Regions from separate parts of the Sus scrofa genome. Here region 2 is linked to region 1. The links are chromatin contacts, called in public HiChIP or PLAC-seq maps. All regions are on one chromosome and are shown on one strand. The core of a region is the stretch at or near the end of the contact, and the rest is flanking DNA. Distances in the headings are between cores, read along the strand shown. Region 1 holds the start of GP1BB (glycoprotein Ib platelet beta subunit). Region 2 holds the start of TXNRD2 (thioredoxin reductase 2).

Evidence for each region. HiChIP or PLAC-seq counts read pairs in DNA pulled down with a chosen protein or histone mark.
Region 2: a contact with region 1 is called in an H3K27ac HiChIP or PLAC-seq map of alveolar macrophages, with 7 times the contacts expected there. The contact joins the promoter of TXNRD2 here to the promoter of GP1BB in region 1. A contact is called at or near these places in 5 of 5 promoter capture datasets (fetal liver, fetal skeletal muscle, liver and 1 more), 23 of 47 Hi-C or Micro-C datasets (blood, brain, embryonic fibroblasts and 14 more) and 2 of 2 datasets of contacts at active chromatin or transcription factors (alveolar macrophages and skeletal muscle).

Annotation. Positions count from the first base shown.
Region 1 is chr14:51,256,900-51,262,489 of Sscrofa11.1, reverse strand. GP1BB (glycoprotein Ib platelet beta subunit) reads right to left here and starts at 1,393. Exons shown (of 2, transcript NM_001141985.1): 1 at 1,384-1,393; 2 at 587-1,188. The coding sequence starts at 1,393. The coding sequence ends at 587. It overlaps SEPT5 (septin-5), which reads right to left. Exons shown (of 12, transcript XM_001929628.7): 3 at 5,197-5,293; 4 at 5,013-5,099; 5 at 4,659-4,782; 6 at 4,434-4,568; 7 at 4,231-4,348; 8 at 4,015-4,116; 9 at 3,142-3,238; 10 at 2,922-3,057; 11 at 2,700-2,802; 12 at 1,639-2,598. The coding sequence ends at 2,542.
Region 2 is chr14:51,382,149-51,387,498 of Sscrofa11.1, reverse strand. It overlaps TXNRD2 (thioredoxin reductase 2), which reads left to right and starts at 2,403. Exons shown (of 18, transcript NM_001168702.1): 1 at 2,403-2,503; 2 at 5,096-5,161. The coding sequence starts at 2,425. It also overlaps a transcript of COMT not described here.

The DNA of each region.
Region 1 (5,590 bases), core at 144-2,643:
TACCACTGGCGAAAATTCACACCCTGAACTGTCCTCAGAGCCACTTTGAAGACCCTAACTCCCAGAAACTGCCACTCCCAACATCCTTTCTTTCTTGCATCTACACTGCTCCTGGGGCCTTCACTGTCCCCAGTGTTCTCTCCAGTATCCCCACTGTCCCCTCAGTGTACTCGATCCCCACAGCCTGGTCACTGTCCCTTGAGTTCTTCCTACTTAAACTTCAGCGAAAGCCAGTGTCGCGGAGTTTGCTCATGGACCTCGCTCTTGCCAGGAGGTGATGTGTGTGTATGACAACGTGATGTGCCCCCTTGAACCAGCCCCTGGACTTTTTCCTCATTTTTGGGAGGGAGAGTTCGGGTCGCATGGTGCACAGGTCCGCCAGAGGGGAGCAGGGTTTATTCGCACTGAAGATGGCATAGGTGGCTCAGCAGGTCTAGGCGGCAGCTGGACCCGGGCCCGCCCCAGCGTCCAGGGCGTGGGTTCCCTCGCCGGCGGTGCGTTCGCAGCAGCAGGGCTCCTGTGCTGGGGCTGCGGAGGCATGTCAGGGAGACTGTGCCAGCGGAGGACGCGCTCGCGGCGGGTCCCGTCAGTAGCTCTGCTCGGTTGTCGCGGGCTCAGCTGCCAGTGGTGTGATTAGCGCCCACCTGCGCGCGATGCGGGCGCGCAGCCTCTGCAAGCGGCACAACAACAACGCCAGCAGCAGCGCGTGCAGCAGCCCGAGGCCGAGAAGCAGGAGCTGCGCCGCTAGTGCCCAGTGGCAGAGCGCGCCGGGCGTGCAGGCGGCACGCAGCTCTTCCTCCGCCAGGTAGGGCAGCAGGCGGCCGCGCAGCGCCGGGGGCGCCGCGCAGCGCAGGTCGCGGTAGGGCTCGCGCTCAGGTCGGTCGGCCAGCCAGGCGCGCAGCGGCACCAGGTGACAGTCGCAGCGCCAGGGGTTGGCTCCCAGGTGCGCGGTACGCAGCGCCGGCAGCGCGTCCAGCAGCCCGAGTGGCAGCGCCGTCAGGTTGTTGCCTGTCAGCACCAGTTCGGTTGTGTCTGGCGGGAAGGCAGCGGGCAGCGAGGCCCAGGTCAGCCCGCGACGCCCGCAATCCACGAGCGTCCCCGCGCAGCGACACGGGGCGGGACAGCCCACGGCCGGGCGGATCGGCGGCGCGAGCAGCAGGAGCAGCAGGCTCAGCGCGCCGCGCGGCCCTGGAAGGGAAGCGCCACGATGAGGCCGGCCAGCGGGCCACCTGACAGGGTTCCTGAGCGCCCCCTACCCCTCAGTCGCCCGCGAGCCTCTCCACCCGACTGCCTGTCGCGCAGGTTGGAAGTACCCGCTGAGTTTGACCCAGGTATCTCTCGACTAAGGCCAAAAGGACCGAGCACCTCCGACCCCAGACTCACCGGAGCCCATGGCGAGAGGATGGCGACCGGCTAGCTCTGGAGCACGAGGCAATGGCCTCAGAAGCAGGCGATAAGGCCGCCCCGCCCCTGCCAGGCTCGAGCGTGCCCGCGGAACCGACCGCAGCGCGGCCTCCCCGCCAGAAATAACCCGGAGGCCGAGCCCGCGGCGCAGATAGAGCGCTATCGCCAGGCCGCCGGCCGACCCAACTTCCGCCCCACCGTTTCCAGGAGTGCAGGGAGCACACGGACACCCTCTGCGAGTTCACCAACATTGTTCTCCTGTCACCAGGACAGGACGCAGCATTCACAAATGAACAAACCGAGAAGGGGGTTCGGAGGCAGGGATCATGCGGGTAGAAGGAGGGGGGGTACCAAGGACTCAGGAACCCAGGGCAAGAGCGCTGGCGAGAAGAGCCCTCCAGCCCCCAGGGGCAGAGAGGGTGGTGCAGGATGGGGGTGCCAGGCTGCCCACCCCCACTGCTCCTAGAGCCCAGTAGGGCCATGGCCCTGGGGGATGGTCACAGGCGTTGACGGGCATCCCAGCCCCCACTTTCCTCCCCAGCAGCCAACTGGCCTCCTTAGGTCTGGAAAGATCCTAATTGCTTCAGCTGCCCAACCTGCCTGCTGAGCTGCCTGTTGAGTTGGTCAGGAGGTAAGAAGGCCCTGGCCACCTAGGCACAGAGTGAGTGTTCCCAAGTTCACTCTGCTGCACCAGGTCAGGAGGAAAGGCCAGGATCCTGGGATCGGCTCCCCTAGTTTGCCTTGATTTACCAGCCCTTCGGAGTAGGGCCTGGAGGCGGAGTGCTGTGACCTCAAAAGTCACCATCCAACTTAGCCCCTGCTCCCCCAAGGCCAGAGAGGGCTGGGGGCAGGGGAGCATTGTCCAGGCCCCATAGAATCAGATACAAATGAGGGGAGGAGCTAATGCTGAGAATAAATTAGGGTTGGCTGGGGGCTGCAACCCCGCGTCTCTGGGTCAGGTAGGGAACAGTAGGGAAAAGTCCAGGTCTGGGCCACTCTGGGGTTGGGGTTGTGTCCAGGCCTGTTGGAGATTCAGATGAATCCGGGGTCGAGTCCAGGCCAGTCGGGGTCCAGGGGTGGGAAGGGCCAGCCTGGAAGTGGGCAGTATATCCATGACAACGTGGGGCTGCAGCAGGGTCACTGGTCCTGCATTTGCTGCTTCATTTTCTGCAGCATCTCCTGCATGCGCCTGAGCTGGGGGGCAGGGCAGGAACAACAGAGGGTGGGGTGAGAAATGCAAGGGGAAGGGCCCAGCCCCCACCCGCAGCCCCAGCTCTCCCCCGCTGCCTGCCAACCTCCTCATCCTTCATCCTGATGAGCTTCTCCGTCTCGGCATCTGGGGTGGGCAGTGGCAGGATGGGGATGGGGCTCTCCATGCGGCTGTCCTGGGTCAGCTTGCTGTAGGGTGGACACCAGGGACACAACTGCTGGGGGCTGGGCTGACCTCCCCAGTATACCAAGGCCCTGCAGCTCCTGTACCTCTGGACAGGATTGGGGGGGGGGAGCGGAGTGCACACCTGGTCATCTGCTGGATACAGTGGGCCCGGTAGTTCTCGTAGTGCACGTCGCACGTCACGTCCTTGAGGTCGTGCATGTGTGTGCGGATAAGCATGTTGCGAAGTTTCACAAAGTCGCAGTGTGCCTGGTTCTCCACTGCGGGCAGGGACAGGCAGTGGGTTGGGCGCCAGCCCAGTGGAGCCTTCCCACCCAAGTGCTGTGCCCCAGGCCTTAACTCACCCTCCACGATCCCCCAGGGGTACAGTCGCCCCCGGACCCGCTGCCCCTTGGCCTCCACCACCGTGTTGCTGCCGATAACAGCGAAGGGTGCGCTCTCCTGGGGGGCAGGTGCAAGGGCTCATGCCCAGTTAGCGGGGGTGTGGGGTCAGTGGTGGGAGGGGGCGTGGGCACTCAGCACCTGGCCGGCCCCTCCAGCATCACCATCAACAACCTCTCCCCAAAGAGATCCTGTTGTTCCCACCTCTGGCCTGTTGCCAGCTGAAGCCAGAGCCTATGCAACTTGCACCTTAGGGTTTTTGCCTGGGCAGTGCCCAAGGAGGAGTACCATCCCCTCCTAAAACCCTCCCATCAAAAATCACTCCCCCTCATGCCTCCCTTCCTTCCCCAGAGCTGAGCCCATGCCTCCCGTTAGTGAGGCCCCTGCTGACTTTGGGGTAAAAGGCCCACCCTGCTGCTGGCCTGGTGGCCACCTGTCCCCAGCTTAGGCTTGCCATTGCCACTATCCCCTGGGGCACCCAAAGCCATGTCCTCCCCTGGAGCTCAGAATTCTTGGTGCTAGGGCTACGTAGGCCTGAGACCACTGGGCCGGCTGGGCCCTTCTGTGGATAAAGCATGGGAAGGGGGCTGAGAGCAGGGTGAGGGTGGGGGCCTGACCAGTAGCTGTGCCTTTCAGTCCTGGCAAGCATTCCTTGACCTATTAACCAAATTGCACATGCCAGATGTGGCGGAGGGGGCCTGGGCAACCCTGGCCCGGCCCCAGGGGAAGATTGTATTGCCACCCAGATCAGTCCTGGGCCTGGGCCTGGGCCCTCCCCTAGGCCTGGTGTCAAAGGCTTCTGGATCCCTCCCCACCCCATGGGGTTGCAGACACACCTTGAGTTCCCGATCCTGCTGCTTGAAGTCCTCGTCCTCGTCTGAGTCACACTCAGGAAACTGGTACACATGGATCCCAAACTTGTCGATCTCCTCCCGGATCTGCGGCAGGCAACGGTGGTCAGGTGAGGGGCAGGTACCCAGTCAGCATGCCACCCAACCCAACTGCCCTTGGCCCCAGAGTCTGGGCCGGGCTGCACTGCCTCAGAGGCTCACCCGCTCCTTCAGCTTCCGGATCTCACCAGGGACCAGACAGTCGGCTTTGGCGATGAGGGGCACGATGTTCACCTTCTCGTGCAGTGCCTTCATGAAGCCCACATCCACTGGCCGCAACCTGTGTAAATGGGGCCTAGGCGGTGGTAGGGGGCACCATGGGGAATGGGCAGCAACTGGCACACCTGGCCTGGGTCCCCACATACCCGTGCCCAAAAGGGGAGATGAAGTACAGGCAGCAGTGCACACGGTTGTCCTGGATGTTCTTGCGGTTGAGGCCGCTCTCGTCCCGGAAATACTGCTCAAACTGTTGGTCCACGTAGTCAGTGATGGGCTTCCAACTGGGGGCAGGGAGCACATGAGGCCAGGCTGGGTGGGGCTGGGGGGTGAGGGGAGGCTGGGGTAGTCCGGGCAGGGCAGGCCTGCCTCACCACTCAGAGTTGTTGACGGCGTCCCCAAAGCCAGGCGTGTCCACGATAGTGAGCTTCAGCTTGACCCCCTTCTCTTCAATGTCCACCGTGTGCTTCAGGATCTCGACCGTCTGGCTGATGCGTTCTGTGGTGGGGGGTGGGGTCTGAACCTGCCTCTGTGACCCTCACCCAACCCCAGGGAAACCCAGACCCTCGTTCTCATCCCTGGCCATGGGGCCTATCCCTGGTCTGGACCCTGAATGGAAGAGGCATGCTTTAGGGACAGAGGAGCGGGGCTGGGCCTGCAGGTAACCCTGGGAAGTTTCAGGCAGCAGGGGACAGTGGCCAGTACCAGGGCCGAACAGGCTCACTCACCCTCGGCGCTGAGCAACTTCCGCTCTTTGTACAAGTCGGTCAGGAAGAGGCTGTGGACCAGCGTGGACTTCCCCAGGCCCGACTCCCCTGCCCTCGGGTGCAGTGGGGGAGTCCGGTCAGGTCTGAGGCTGAGCCTGACCACCAGTGCCCCCCACCCCCCGGCCCTGGAAGCTGGTCCACTCACCCGCCACCATGAGCGTGAAATCAAAGCCCTTCTTCACGGACTTTCGGTGCACCTGGTTGGGCAGTGTGGCGAAGCCCACGTACTGCTTGTCGATGTCCTGGGCGGAGGCGGGGCAGGTCAGGGCACTGTGATGGTTCCCAGTTCCTGGGGCAGCCCAGTGCCCTGCCCCCTACCCAGCTCAGGCCAGGCAGAGGTAGGTAGGGTCCCCAGAGTGGGGCATTTCAGTGGCAGAAATGTGTGAGGGCGTGTGGACAAAGGCCTGGAGGCGGAAGGCAGGTAGGGTGGAGGCTGGAGGTGCCTCCCAAGGCTTTGCAGGGACCCAAGACTATGTCTGTGTGTGTGTGGAGGGGCCAGCAGGAACAGCAGGCAGTGCATTGTCCTCTCTTAGGTGCTG
Region 2 (5,350 bases), core at 1,154-3,653, 120 kb before region 1:
GTAAACAAAAACATGACTGTGATTACCTTCGACCAAAAAGGGAAATGGGAGTTCCTGTTGTGGCTCGGTGGTCAACAAATCCGACTAGGAACCATGAGGTTGTGGGTTCGATCCCTGGCCTTGCTCAGTGGGTTAAGGATCCGGCGTTGCCGTGAGCTGTGGTGTAGGCCAGTGGTCGTCTGTAGGTTGCAGATGAGGCTCAGATCCCGCGTTGCTGTGGCTGTGGCGTAGGCCAGTGGCTACAGCTCCGATTAGACCCCTAGCCTGGGAACCTCTATATGCTGCGGGAGTGGCCCTAGAAAAGACAACAACAACAAAAAAACAAAAAACAAAAAAACAAAAAGGGAAATGACCACAGAGAGCAATTTTGTCCCAGTGGAGAAAATAATACAAACTGTGGGTCATAAGGGTCCAGGCCTGTCCTTCGTGTCTGAGGTCTGACATGTAAACCAGACTGCACTGTCACCTCACATTGTTGCCCCTCACCAAACCCCCAGTTCTTTCTGTTTCCTCAATATCTGCTACAACTCTCCAAATATTCATTTTCCCCATTTTCCTCCCTCCCTCTGGCTCAGTGTCACTAAGAACTAAAAGCCGACTGCTCAGAACCTTCCTGGATTTGGGTGTCCTGTAGCTGCCCTGCCCTCAGGGTCTGACAAAGTCCTGAAAGCTGAAGGCAGACCAGGTGGCAGGAACTTCAGAGAACCCCTCACCACCACCCGTCACATGTGGGCCATTACATTCAGCCATCAAAAATCCCATGTCCCTTGGGCTCTGCACCAGGACACGGGCTTGCCTGCAACTCTGATGTCTATGCCATCAGCACAGATATTCACACTGCAAGCCAGGAAATCCATCTGGCTGCCACTATGGCCTCATCCCACCAACTAAAGATGCTGAGAATTGAACATCCGAAATCTTCTCAACTGGCTGACCTCAGGACTCAAAAACAGGGTTTACTGTTGGCTCCAACCATTCAGCAATGAGATTCTCCCTGACAGACCCCAACCAGGCCCCTCAGAGCCCTCTTCTCCACCTATAAAGGCCTCCTATAAAGACTGGAACAAACACTAACTGTGCCACAAAGCTCAAGGCCACTTCTGCAGGGTAGCCCAGCCTCCCAAGATGCCTGCCAACACTTACTGCTTGCAAAGAAAGCAACCATTGTAGCCGCACCTCCCAGCTTCTGCAGGAAGGCAGGAGCCCAAATTCCAGCTACTGTGTAAATGGGTGTCACATGGACCATGGTCTCTTTCCACTTTTTGTAATTTTTCACTCCCTGACTCTCTCAAGCCTCAATGTCTGCCGCATTTCTCCTTTTATCTTTTTTTCTTTTTCTTTTTCTTTCTTTTTTCTTTTTTTTTTTTAGGGCTGCCCTGCGGCATATGGAGGTTCCCAAGCTAGGGGTCGTAGCCATAGCTCCTTAACCCACTGAGCAAGGCCAGGGATCCAACCTGCGCCCTCATGGATCCTAGTCAGATTCATTTCCGCTGGGCCACCCTGGGAACTCCCCCACCCTCCTTTTAAAGGCCCAGCCCTCTCTGAGTAAGTCTAGAGGGATTCAAGTCCTTCCTCTACTGTGCAGTTACCAGAGTCTGCTGTGTTCTCCTAACTCCAGTCTTCGGGCAAGCCTCAAGGATGCCCCAGGAGTGGAAAGCCCTGGCAAGCAGCAGTATTCAGGAATCCGGCTGGAAAAGCCTAAAAGGCTGGTCTGGGGCAGGTCATACCCCAGCTTCCCCTTCCTGGTGGGGCAGCCAATCTGCTGAAAGGAAAGGCCCAGGGCAGTCCAGGGCCTGCCAGCAGTGCCCCTGGGAGGTGGTTAGGCCCCTTGACCATACCCCACAGTTGTCTCCCTCCAGAGGTCAAGGGCAGTGAGTCAGACTCTGATTCTGAAACCTGGTCCAGGTCCAAGCTCTCCCAGAAGCCACCCTCAACCCCAAGGTCTGAGTCCTGGAGGCTTGTAGTGGCCCCTGTGACCAAGTGGACCTGCACCACGACTCCCCCTCCCTCCCACCACCGGCCCCCATATCAGTAGACCCCACCTCATGTCCAGAGCCCCCACCCCAGGTCAGAGACCCCATCTCAGGTCAGAGACCCCACCACGGGTGGGAGCCTCCCCATGTCCAGGGATCCCGTCCCCGCCCCATGTCCGGAGAACCCCCTCCACCCCAAGTATGGAGATCCCCATCCCAGGTCCGAACCCCCATCCAGGTCCGGAGAACCCCACCCCAGGGGGAACTCCACCAGAGTCCTAATTCTCCCCGACATCCGAGGCGCCCTGATCGGCCCCAGACGCCCACTCCTCGTCTGGACCCCACCTGGTGGACCCTCGCGGGCGCACCCACCTTGTGCAGCCGTCCGTGCAGGCAGCGCGGCAGACAGCCCGGTCTGGCCGAGGACCCAAAGGCTGCGGCTGCTGAGACGATGGCGGCGCTGCGGGGACCTGCCGGGCTCTTCCGGTGGCGCTTGCGGGTCGTGCCGGGAGGGGCGCGGGGCGCAGCAGGTCCTGCGGGGGCAGACGGGGCGGAACGGGCGTGGGGTCGGAGGTCTGAGAGGGGGTCGGGGCTAGGGCGGGAGTCCTCGCGGGGGAGGAGGGGGTCTCCCGCAGGTCCTGCCGAGCGGAGTGACCACTGCCTGGTCCCCCAGCCCAGCGTTAACTAGAGTCCTGGCAGAGGTGATAATGGCAAGGCCACCACGTGCGGGTGCCCTGCACACCCCACGTGCCAGATCTCGCCACCTCCTGCCCAGTCCTAGCGCCACACAGCAGCATGTGCTCAATACATGCACAGGCAGGGAGTCACAGAGGGGACCAAGGGAACCCACGTGTTGAGCTCTGCTGGTGCTGTGGCTCTTCACTGCCCTATGGGGGCTCTAGGGGAGGAGAGGACTGGCTGCTGGACCTCCTGAGCTATCAAGGGTCCTGGGCCAAACCAGATGGAGATCCCATAACTGTAAGCAAGGGGAGGGGGGCTGGGCACAGGGGAGGGTTGGGGCCAGCCCTGCAGGACTGGCTCCCTCAGAGCAGACCATAGGACCACCATAACTGCCATGGCAGTGGGCCACCGCAAGCATGATGCATGCTCCCCACCACATACCTGAACAGGGACCACCCCCCAGACCTCACCCCTGGATGACCCCACAGGGAGTGAGTGCTGAGGGGCTGGAAGAGGGACAAGCAAAGAGCTCCTTCCCAGAGATGGTGCCCAGGGGAGGAGTGGCTGGCCTTTGGCCAGCCTTGTGCCTCCGTGGCCTGGGGAGCAGGGCTAGGGTAGCCCTGCAGAGTCTGGGGAGGCAGTTACCAGCTCAGGAGGTGGGGACGGAGCACTGCTTTCAGTGGCTTTGCTGGCCCTAAGGACCTTGCTGCACATGTCACACCGGAACTTTGCAATGTTTAAAAGCCCTTATGCAGCTGCAGTCAAGCCCAGGCCCTGCAGGCTGGTAGGAGAACTTGACCCTGGCTTCTGTCTCCACACTCAAGGCCAGAGGGGAGCCCCAGGGCCAGGGCGAGTAGGAGCTCACAGGGTGGGGGGATGGTGCCAACACCCAGCAAGGACTCCAGGGTCTGATTTTAAGCCTCAGCTTCCATTTTAGGCCGGAAACTCCTCTGAGCAGGAAGACACCTGCTCTGTCCAGCATGGGGGTGGCCGATGTAGCCCCTGAACAGGAACTGGAGTGACCGTGCTGCTGGTTTTCACCATTCCCGTAACCTCTGCTGCCAGGAAAGAGCATGGAAGGAGGACAGCTGTGTGGATGCTCCCCAAGCTGGCTTGCAGTGGCCTGTGGGCACCCAGGAGTTTCTACTTTCCCCAAAACACCATTCCCTCAGCAACCTGGCCCTACTTGCTGGGCTGCTCTTTGCTGGTTGCAAATCAGGCACCAGGTTCAGAGGGGAGCAGAAAATTAAAGGAAAGTGAGTTCAGGATATAGGGCAAGACAGACCTTTTCAGGCTGAGCCCTGTGTGCAGGGAAGAGGAGTGGTTGTGAGGTGCCCTATGGCGCCCCATGGTGTGAGTGGGTACATCTCCAGCTGACACCCTAAGGGCAGTGCCTACCCTGCCTGCCTGGGGGTCCTTTAGGACCCTTCCCCATTGACAGTTTCCTCAGACCCTCTCAGGTGTTTAAGGGCAGATTTCTTGCCTCTTCCAAGTGTTTATCAGACTAACAGGGCTCCTGGGCGTACACCGTGGGGAGAACAAACCGCCAAAGATAAGCCCACAATCCCTGGGGCCAGCTGCTTGCTTTGCCCTCTGCCTGATAGAGTGGGGCCGTGGGGCACGGAGATGCAGCAGGGGCCCTGCTGTGGCGGCAGGAAGGACAGGCACCTGCCATGGAAGGTAGGGATATTCTCCTGGTCAGAGCCTCCCCCACAGCATGGGCAATGGAGAGGGTGGACCTGGACGCAGCCCCCAGCTTCCTCCACCTTCCTCCCCTCCTTCCCCATGACCTGATGATTTTCTGTGATGCCTTCCTCCCTCCAGGGGGAGCAGGCCTGGTGCTGGGTGCCCTGACCCCTGCCTTGGCCCGGAGCTCTCACAGGCTGTCCCCCCTAGGGACATACCTGTCCTCACCACCCCTCCTGCGCCAGCATTTGCAGGAAAAACAGGTAACACCTGCAGGGCAGGAGAGGCTCCAGCCACCTCTGTGCTGGGGACAGGGGTGGAGAATGCAAGCCCCAAGGCAGTTCAGAGTCGCTGCACTCCCAGTCCTGCGGGCACTCAGAGGCCTGGCCTTACTCCCACTGCAAGGGCCACCAGACTTATGACCAAGGGTGACCTTTACAACTGAAAGACAAGTGGACTCAACGCAAGTGAGCATACAGCGTATGCTCAGACATTGGATGAAGTTGAGTTCAGGGCAGTCCTGCCAGTGAAATTGCCTTCCTGACATCGTGGGCGTGGTTATAGCCCTGCTGGCTTTGGCCCTACATAGTCTTGGCATCTGGGCAGACAACATGCCTCCTGCCATCATAGGGTAGCTCTCTGATCCCAGAGAGTGGAGCCCCCATCACCCGCGATGGGACAGAGCTGCCTGCCTCCAGGATGTGCCCAGGCTCCTCCTGGTCCTGCCTGTTCACCTCTCCCCTTCACCCAAGCAGGGCAGCAATGCTACGACCTCCTGGTGATTGGCGGAGGATCCGGCGGCCTGGCCTGTGCCAAGGAAGGTAGGTGTCCTGTGTCCCAGGCTTCCAAACCCCTGGAAAGGGCAGGGGGGCTCTCCAGGGCTGTGTGGGGGTGCGCCCTATGCAGCCCCAAGCTGAATGCATTGTCTCTGCAGCTGGCCCAGCAGCCTCCAGAGCCACCCCAATAGCCTTGGACTGTGCCCTGGTCCCTGTGAGCCCCAGCTGTCTTAT